Regions from separate parts of the Mus musculus genome. Here region 2 is linked to region 1. A link is a contact called in public Hi-C data. All regions are on one chromosome and are shown on one strand. Each heading gives the region's core, a stretch centred on a gene start, on an enhancer-like site or on the middle of the called end of the contact. The rest is flanking DNA. Distances are from core to core; before and after follow the strand shown. Region 1 has its middle 36 kb from the start of 3110083C13Rik. Region 2 has its middle 78 kb from the start of Gm33430.

The links. A called contact is a pair of places that touch in the nucleus more often than the background predicts.
Region 2: a contact with region 1 is called in a Hi-C map of cerebellar granule neurons, with 2.7 times the contacts expected there. The contact joins two enhancer-like sites. A contact is called at or near these places in 1 of 15 datasets of contacts at CTCF or cohesin (stem cell-derived epiblast-like cells) and 27 of 484 Hi-C or Micro-C datasets (the AML12 cell line, the AtT-20 cell line, the G1E-ER4 cell line and 12 more).

The regions. Positions count from the first base shown.
Region 1 is chr14:58,033,499-58,037,178 of GRCm38.p6, reverse strand. No RefSeq gene overlaps it. Among named protein-coding and RNA genes, the nearest start is that of 3110083C13Rik, 36 kb to the right of the region's middle. Within about 2 kb of position 2,183, at least 2 of the 459 cell types and tissues checked have an H3K27ac peak or open chromatin away from gene starts, as enhancers often do. A contact at or near this core is called in cerebellar granule neurons, where this site is marked.
Region 2 is chr14:58,505,173-58,508,585 of GRCm38.p6, reverse strand. No RefSeq gene overlaps it. Among named protein-coding and RNA genes, the nearest start is that of Gm33430, 78 kb to the right of the region's middle. Within about 2 kb of position 1,920, at least 16 of the 459 cell types and tissues checked have an H3K27ac peak or open chromatin away from gene starts, as enhancers often do. A contact at or near this core is called in cerebellar granule neurons, where this site is marked.

The DNA.
Region 1 (3,680 bases), core at 934-3,433:
CCCACATTGCTGAATGTGTGTTGAGACCTGTGATAACAAACTGTTATTATTTTTTAAGTATTTTTATTTTAAATTGGGTCATGATAATTGTGCATAGTCAGGGGATCCAGTGTGACATTTAGAGATATGCATGCCATGTATCAGATCAAGGTCACTGCCCTATCCATCACTTTCCCTGTGATAGTTTTCATCTTGCTTTATTTTTGTAGTGCTGGCAATAGAATCTGGGGCATTGCATGAGCTGGGCAAATACTCTAACACTGAGATACACCTCCAGACCCAAGAATTGTGTTTAAGTCTTACTCACCAACCTTCCTGTGGATTCGCAGCTCTTCTATGCTCTCCCGTCTTTTGTCCCTTTGTGTTTCTCCTCAAGTATTTGTAGACTGTAAAGGTCAAGTCAGAAGCTCGAAAGGACCCATGGCTGTGATGTTTATTCACTTGCCATCCCAAACCTCATTTCTGCAGCCAGGCACAGCATCACATCTCCCTCTGCATCTCTCTCCTTCCACAAGAGGTGCAAGCCACATCCAGCCAACCACGCTGAGGTGCTGGTCAGTCAATGGACATTACAGGCAGGCCTGTTGTTGCTCAAATGAGATTAGTCCCTAACTGATGCACACGGGGTCTCACTGAAAGGGCCATTCTGTAATTGTTGCCATTACTGCAGTGACCATGAGGTGGTCACAGAACCTTCCTGGAGGGACTAGGACTCTCCAGAGGCCGGGTCACTCATGTAGAACAGCAGGCACTGTGCTAATTTCCAGGCTCCCAGCCATTAGGGACAGAAACAGCTCGTTAGAGGTCCTACCCTTTCAACGCCAATTACCCCAGGATAATGACCCAACGTAGAGCACCCTGGGAACTCTTGGGACTTCACACATCCCTCTCTCATTCATGATCTCTGCTGATGACAGCTACAGACATAAATAAACCAGGCCCTCGCATCTCACAGCCAGGTTGGGTGACATGGTCAGTCATGTGAACATGGGGTCATGTTAATTTAAAGACTGAGCATTTTAGCATGTGTCTTAGAGAAAATGCTTACACTCTGTCTGCGTAAGAGGATAGCCCGGCACACTGTTCTGTTGTGCTTTCCCAACCCCCATCCCTATCCCTCTGACGAGGAACAAACTTTGCAGCGAGGCACAGCAAAAATCAATAGTTTCAGAAGTGCTGGTATCTCTACTTTTCCTTTCTTTATGCCTGTACATGTGTGTATACATGCTCAAGTACACATGTATGTTTATCTCTGTTAAAACAGAGTACCTCGCTGAGCCTGGAGCTCACCAGTTCTGCCAGATCAGCCGGCCAGTGAACTGTAGAGATCTTCCCATCTCCACACTGAGATCTCAGACTCATATAGCCCCACCTGGATTTTCTTGTGCACGCTGACAATCTTGTGCACTTGCCCCACCCCCAGGACACCCATTCCTGTCTCCTCACTAAGCCATCCTCCCAGATCCTCTAGTCTCTGCAGAAAACCATACAGAATTGGAAAATTAGCCCACCTGTCCCCTCAGCCCGTGACATATTTATTTAGCAAGAAAAAGTTATGGTGGGAGAGAGTTATGGTGAGGAAAAAAATGGAATTCTCTAGAAAAGCAGAAGAAAAAAAAAGAAACAAGAAAAAAACACTGCTTTGTGTGCCAGTGTACCCGAACCCTGAAGCATCGCAGAGCCCTGTCCTCGGGGCCTGACTTTTGATACTTTAACCCAATGTCATTAAAGTTTCTCCTTTTCTTTGCTCCCTTTTGCCTGGTTCAATATTCTTTTGCAAATTTACACCCCAGTTTTGGGGAGTTTCCACTTGCTTCACCCACTCTTGGCGGCAGTGTACTCACCCCCACCCCACACAGGCCCTCCTCTGGGACAGACAGCCCCTTTCTTACTCCCAAATGCCATCTGAAAAGGAGCCAAGCCACTCAGGTCCCAACTTGTTGCCAGCGAGGTCTCCAAAGCACCGTAATAAGAAAATATACCACACAATTGTTTCTCCAGTTTAAATGAATCAACGAGTTGTTTTCTGTGTTATGTAAATACTCTTTCAAATATGCACAGGCATATTTTTGAGACGATTTCACTGACAGATCTTGTTCATAGTCACTAATGAAGAAGATGTTTTTGCAGATAATCCAAATAGCATCAGGCTCATAAAAGGATACTGTTAGCAGAAACACGGTCCATGTTTTTCTAGTGCCTTAACCTGGCATCCCAAAATCCCAAAAGAAAAAGACGTAACTGTTTGGAACGTCATGGAACCATCAAAACTACATGAAATAAACCCTGAAATGATAAAACAGAAGTCACTCATGTTTAATTTGTGGCAAGATGAAAATACAAATTGCGTTCACGGATAGAAAATATAAACGAGGAATCTAGGCTCCCTCGTGTGGAGAGAGCCGGTACTACCCAACCTAATTTACCCTCTTTGCTGAACCAGTGTCCCAAATCCTGTGAATATATTTAAGGCCATTGTTACTCTAGTGAGTATATACCTTCCTCGACAATACCATAATAATTTCTTTCAGCCTACAGTCAAAAGATCCTTTCTCCAAATATCCTGTTCCTGGCCTAGCTCAGCAGGCCCATCTGCAGGTTACCATTGCAGAAACTTCCTGAAGGGTGATTCCTGATGTCAAGACCACTGTGGGTTGCAGAGATGCTAAGTCAGCTCCCTTAGGACCTGCCCGTTTGGGAAGATGCTAAGGCCATCATAGACTTATTCGCCCACGTCTGATGAATTGATTCTTGCCCTTTTCAACACTACATGAGTGTTAGCTTACAGGAAAGCAGGTCTATGACCACGGTGATCCTCAGAGTGGCCATACTGCTGATCTTACGCCTTGAAGACATGCCAGGCCAAGAACTCCTCCACAGCATTCAGTCCGATGCGGCTGAATTGCTTCCATCTCATCTGAACTTGGTTAAGCTCTCGGTGCTGTGAGGACGATGACCGTCCTTTCAGCTGTGGCATCTTGCAGTTTCTGACACGCGTGGCACGCTTCATAACAAGGTGTCGCCTATGTGTCAATTCTACCCCCACATAAGGCTTGCTAGAAGGAACAACTGAGACAGACACACAGGGATTAATGTGCATATTGGAGCAGCACCTAGCAAGAGGTGGTAAACGCAGATCCTCTTTGCCAGCTGAGCGAACGGGCAGCCCAGCCTCTTAGACGCTGAAAGGCTGTTTGGCGGGTGCATCTTCACCCAAGTTTCAGGAGACATCAAGCTGTTAAAGGCTGATCCACCATGGAACTCCGTGGGAGTCCGTGGTCCTGGAGTCCTAAGGGCTTGCACCTCTCCCCTGCTACCAAGCCATGTTGAGGCTGTTGGTTTGAGGAACACACCTTGAGAGCAGCTGATGCAATGGTTTAATTCTCACCCAGACTACATTCAGAAACCACTGGAAGACGTCTGAAATTTTGGATTTTCCAGAACACACCAAAGGAAGCCAAACTCAGTGAGGGCCTGGCCTCTTCCCCTCCGCCCCGCCCCCTCCCCCCAGGCAGAAGCTTCTGCAGGCAGAGGAGCTTTAACAAGCACAGGCCACGCATGGCTCTGTAACAGGAACACGGACTAAAGTGCATGCCTCTAACTACAAAGTATTCTCCTCTATGACTCCATACATCCTCAAACAATCCTTGGAATAAGAAAAAGAAGAAACAAAGAAAGTA
Region 2 (3,413 bases), core at 671-3,170, 470 kb before region 1:
TTCTTCAAAGCCTAAGAGCACATAGCTTTCCAAATGAAGTTAAAAAGCCTACTTCTGAAGTCCTGCCAAAACAAAAAGTAGACATTGAGGTTTTAAAGTTTGTCACATAATTGAAGGCTGATATATTCCTGTCCTTCACAAATGTACAGGAAGGCAGTAGGAGAAACACACTGTGCAATGAACAAATGCTTCGCTTCCCTATTGCCTTTTCTTATCGACTTCTTATCAACTCTATCTCTTACTCTCACCCGTATCTCTGAAAGCTACAATTAAGAGAGTTCTCAGGAAACAGCTTGGGTTCCCACTAACATATAAACCGTGTAATTGCTCAGCAAACCCTCAAGGGTGAATAATGAGCTGTCAGCCCCTGGTATTAGAAGGTTGACTATAAAGTAACAACTTTACTCACAATTCAGAATGACAACACAGAGGCAGTGTGTTCCTATCCACCGGGGGCAGGATGGGTGTCACACGAGTACATTCCTTATCGAATTCTGTAGGCAAGGGAGGCAGCTAAGGCCAGGGAGAGAGGGAGGATTAACCTACAGAGAACCAGGTTTGAACACAGGCCCCACTGGTTCAAAACAGCTGTGTGACCCTGGACTTGGCTGTCTCCTTTGTGTCTTCGGAATGCTGAAGGAATAACAGATGTCTTTGAAGGTTTGCTAAGACTCCCAACTCCAAAGCAGCAAGTCAAAGCTTCATTGTTCCCCAGAGGCAAAAGCTGCATGCCTCTCTTAGGGTTACATCCTCCCTGAAACCCGTTTACTATCTCTAGCCAGGTGCCTACAAACTATTGCCTTCTCTCTCCTTGAATTATTTTACCCACATTGGCAAGCTCTGCACCCCCCCCCCCACATGCATCCAGCCATTGAGGCTATAGACAGTGTCATTGACAATGGTGCCCTTGGTATTAGGGGCATCCCCATGCTCTGGGATCAGAGCCTTGGGTATTCTGTGCTGTTGGGCCAAGTGCTCTTCATAGACGACCAAGCATCTGAGTCTCAGCCAAAATCAAGTACTGACAATCAAAAGCACAACCGCTACATTCTCCTGAGGCTTTAAGTCACAGCCAAAGAAACTAAGGCAATTCAGAGGTTCTCGTTGGCAGGCAGGCTTGTGTCTTCCACTGCTTCTCCAGGAGACTATGGTCTGGTGTCTCAGTGCCCTCAACCTGCATCCCCCAATGCCAAGCACAACTGGACGTTTCTCCTGATCCAGTGCCACACAGTGCTGCAGCATCTTGTGTCCAGGGCTGACTCCAGCCCTCCAAGGGACAAAAGTTCACAAGCCCTCATCCTCACTAGTATCTCACATGTACTAGGCATTACATGAATGAATACAGACATGAAAGAGACTCAGGCATGCGTTTAATTATGGAAATGGAGAGATGAGGTATCGTGAAGATAGCATAAAACCACTCAAAAGAATGTAACAGATGCTCTGTTAAGAAAAAAAGAATTCCATATATGATTTTCCTAGAAAGATTAGCAATGCTCTAAGATAAACAAATGATCCAGGTCATGTAAGTGGGGGAGGGGTAAAGAACAGTATAGAACAATGGGGTCTAGAGATCCTTGATTGATGGAATTTATAGCAAACCCACAGTTATCATCTGCTTTTGGGAAACACAAATAAAAACATATTGTTCACAATCCAAGGGACTCAAGTTCATTATCCCAAGAGAACTCATTTCCACCTGTCTTGCTCATTGGCTGTCAATGTCCACCCAGCACCTCTGTTGTGAGTATGAGTGTGTCTGTCTCATTGGACAAAGGTTTGAAACAGCATATGCTTATTTCCCCCTTTTCAAGAAGAATATATTTTTCCCCAGAGTCAGCCACATTCCTCCCATTCCTCCTTCTCTTGGACGCTCACTCAAACTGATGACATCATTCGAAAGTTCTCACCAGTCTAGTCATGAAGCAACAGCAGTCTGGGTTTGTCTACAATCCATTCTGTCTGTGTCCCTCTGCTGTACACCCCTCTAGCAGGGGCTGCTTACAGGCAGAAGCGACTACATGTGCTATTATGATGAGTCTACTCCACTGCTAAATAACAAGGGCTTCTGAAAGACAAAAATATGTGAAAAAAGTTTATTTCCTCAAATTAATCTAAGTAGAACCAGCTCTTTGGAGAAGAATAAATACATGGAATAAAAGAGTTGGGGGTAATGGCTTGAGTGATCATGTCAAAGAGCAGAAAACAAGGACACTTATGTCATGAATAAAGCTGTGTGATAGGCACACAACAGTTCGTTTTCCTATTCCATTTACATTTATAATGTCGGAATGTCTCCAGAGAAGAGGAAGATAAAACCATTAAGCACCCGTAACAAAATTTGTGTTAGAAATCAAAAAAAGCACAGACATGGTATAAGTCTCTCACATTCTGTCCAGAACTCTCCTATCCTGACATCAGCTCTGGCTCTGGGGCTAGCACTGAGCAGCATCTCTGGGGACTTCCTTCCAAGGCTGGGCTGTGGATCTTGTAGTGCATGTTGTAAGCCAATGTAGAAGTCAATGATGGCTGCTCTCCAAGCCACAGAGCCAGGGGACAGATGGTAGGCCAGAGAGAGGTGGCAGAGCCCTGTAGTGGCATTGAGCAAGACAGAACCCCAGGGCTGTCTTCATCCTGCCAGTCTGAGTTTTGTGCTCCTGGAAGAATGCCTGGTGCCAGAACCAGAGCATGTCCTGCAGTCTCCAGAGTGGATACAGATGTTCACACACAGAACCAGCTGAGACAGATGTGTCTCACCTTTAAGTAGGCATCCCCTCCAAAGGAGTTAGCCATTGGGGATGAAATGCTTGCAGTGCCTCAGAAATATTCTGGTCCACCCTAACCCTATGACAAGCAAAAGTGACACCTAACACTGCCTGAGGAAGCAGAGCTAACGTGGACTTCTTGTCACCCAGTTAATTTGTATCTGGGAGCCAACTGTCAGATGATATGCCAGAAATATTAACGTGGATCTTCTCTTACATTTTAGTCTGTTCTTTCTGCCTAAACCTGAGCAAGGCTCTCGGTCCATATCAGTTAGAAGAAAATAGAGAATGAAGCAGAGTTTAGTCAGCATACCTGCCTGTGGAGTGGTATAGCACCTTGTTTCCTTGTAGGGGGGAGGGGGGAGGGGACCCTTGCTGTAGTTATGCCAGAAGTAAAGCAGCAATTGAAACCCAACTGACTCCATCCAGGCTGTGCATCAAATGACAGAACAGGAAGATAGACAGACCAGGTGTGGAAGGTTCTGAACTCAGAGCACCCCCTCCCAGTTACTCTCACACCAAGCTGCTCTTCTGGGAAGCTTATAACCCCAGCTGAGGGATGCATTCCATCTTCCTCTACAAGGCCATTCTGGCCATCTGCACACATGGGTGACACAATGCTGTCTCTTCATAGATAAACATGGTCCC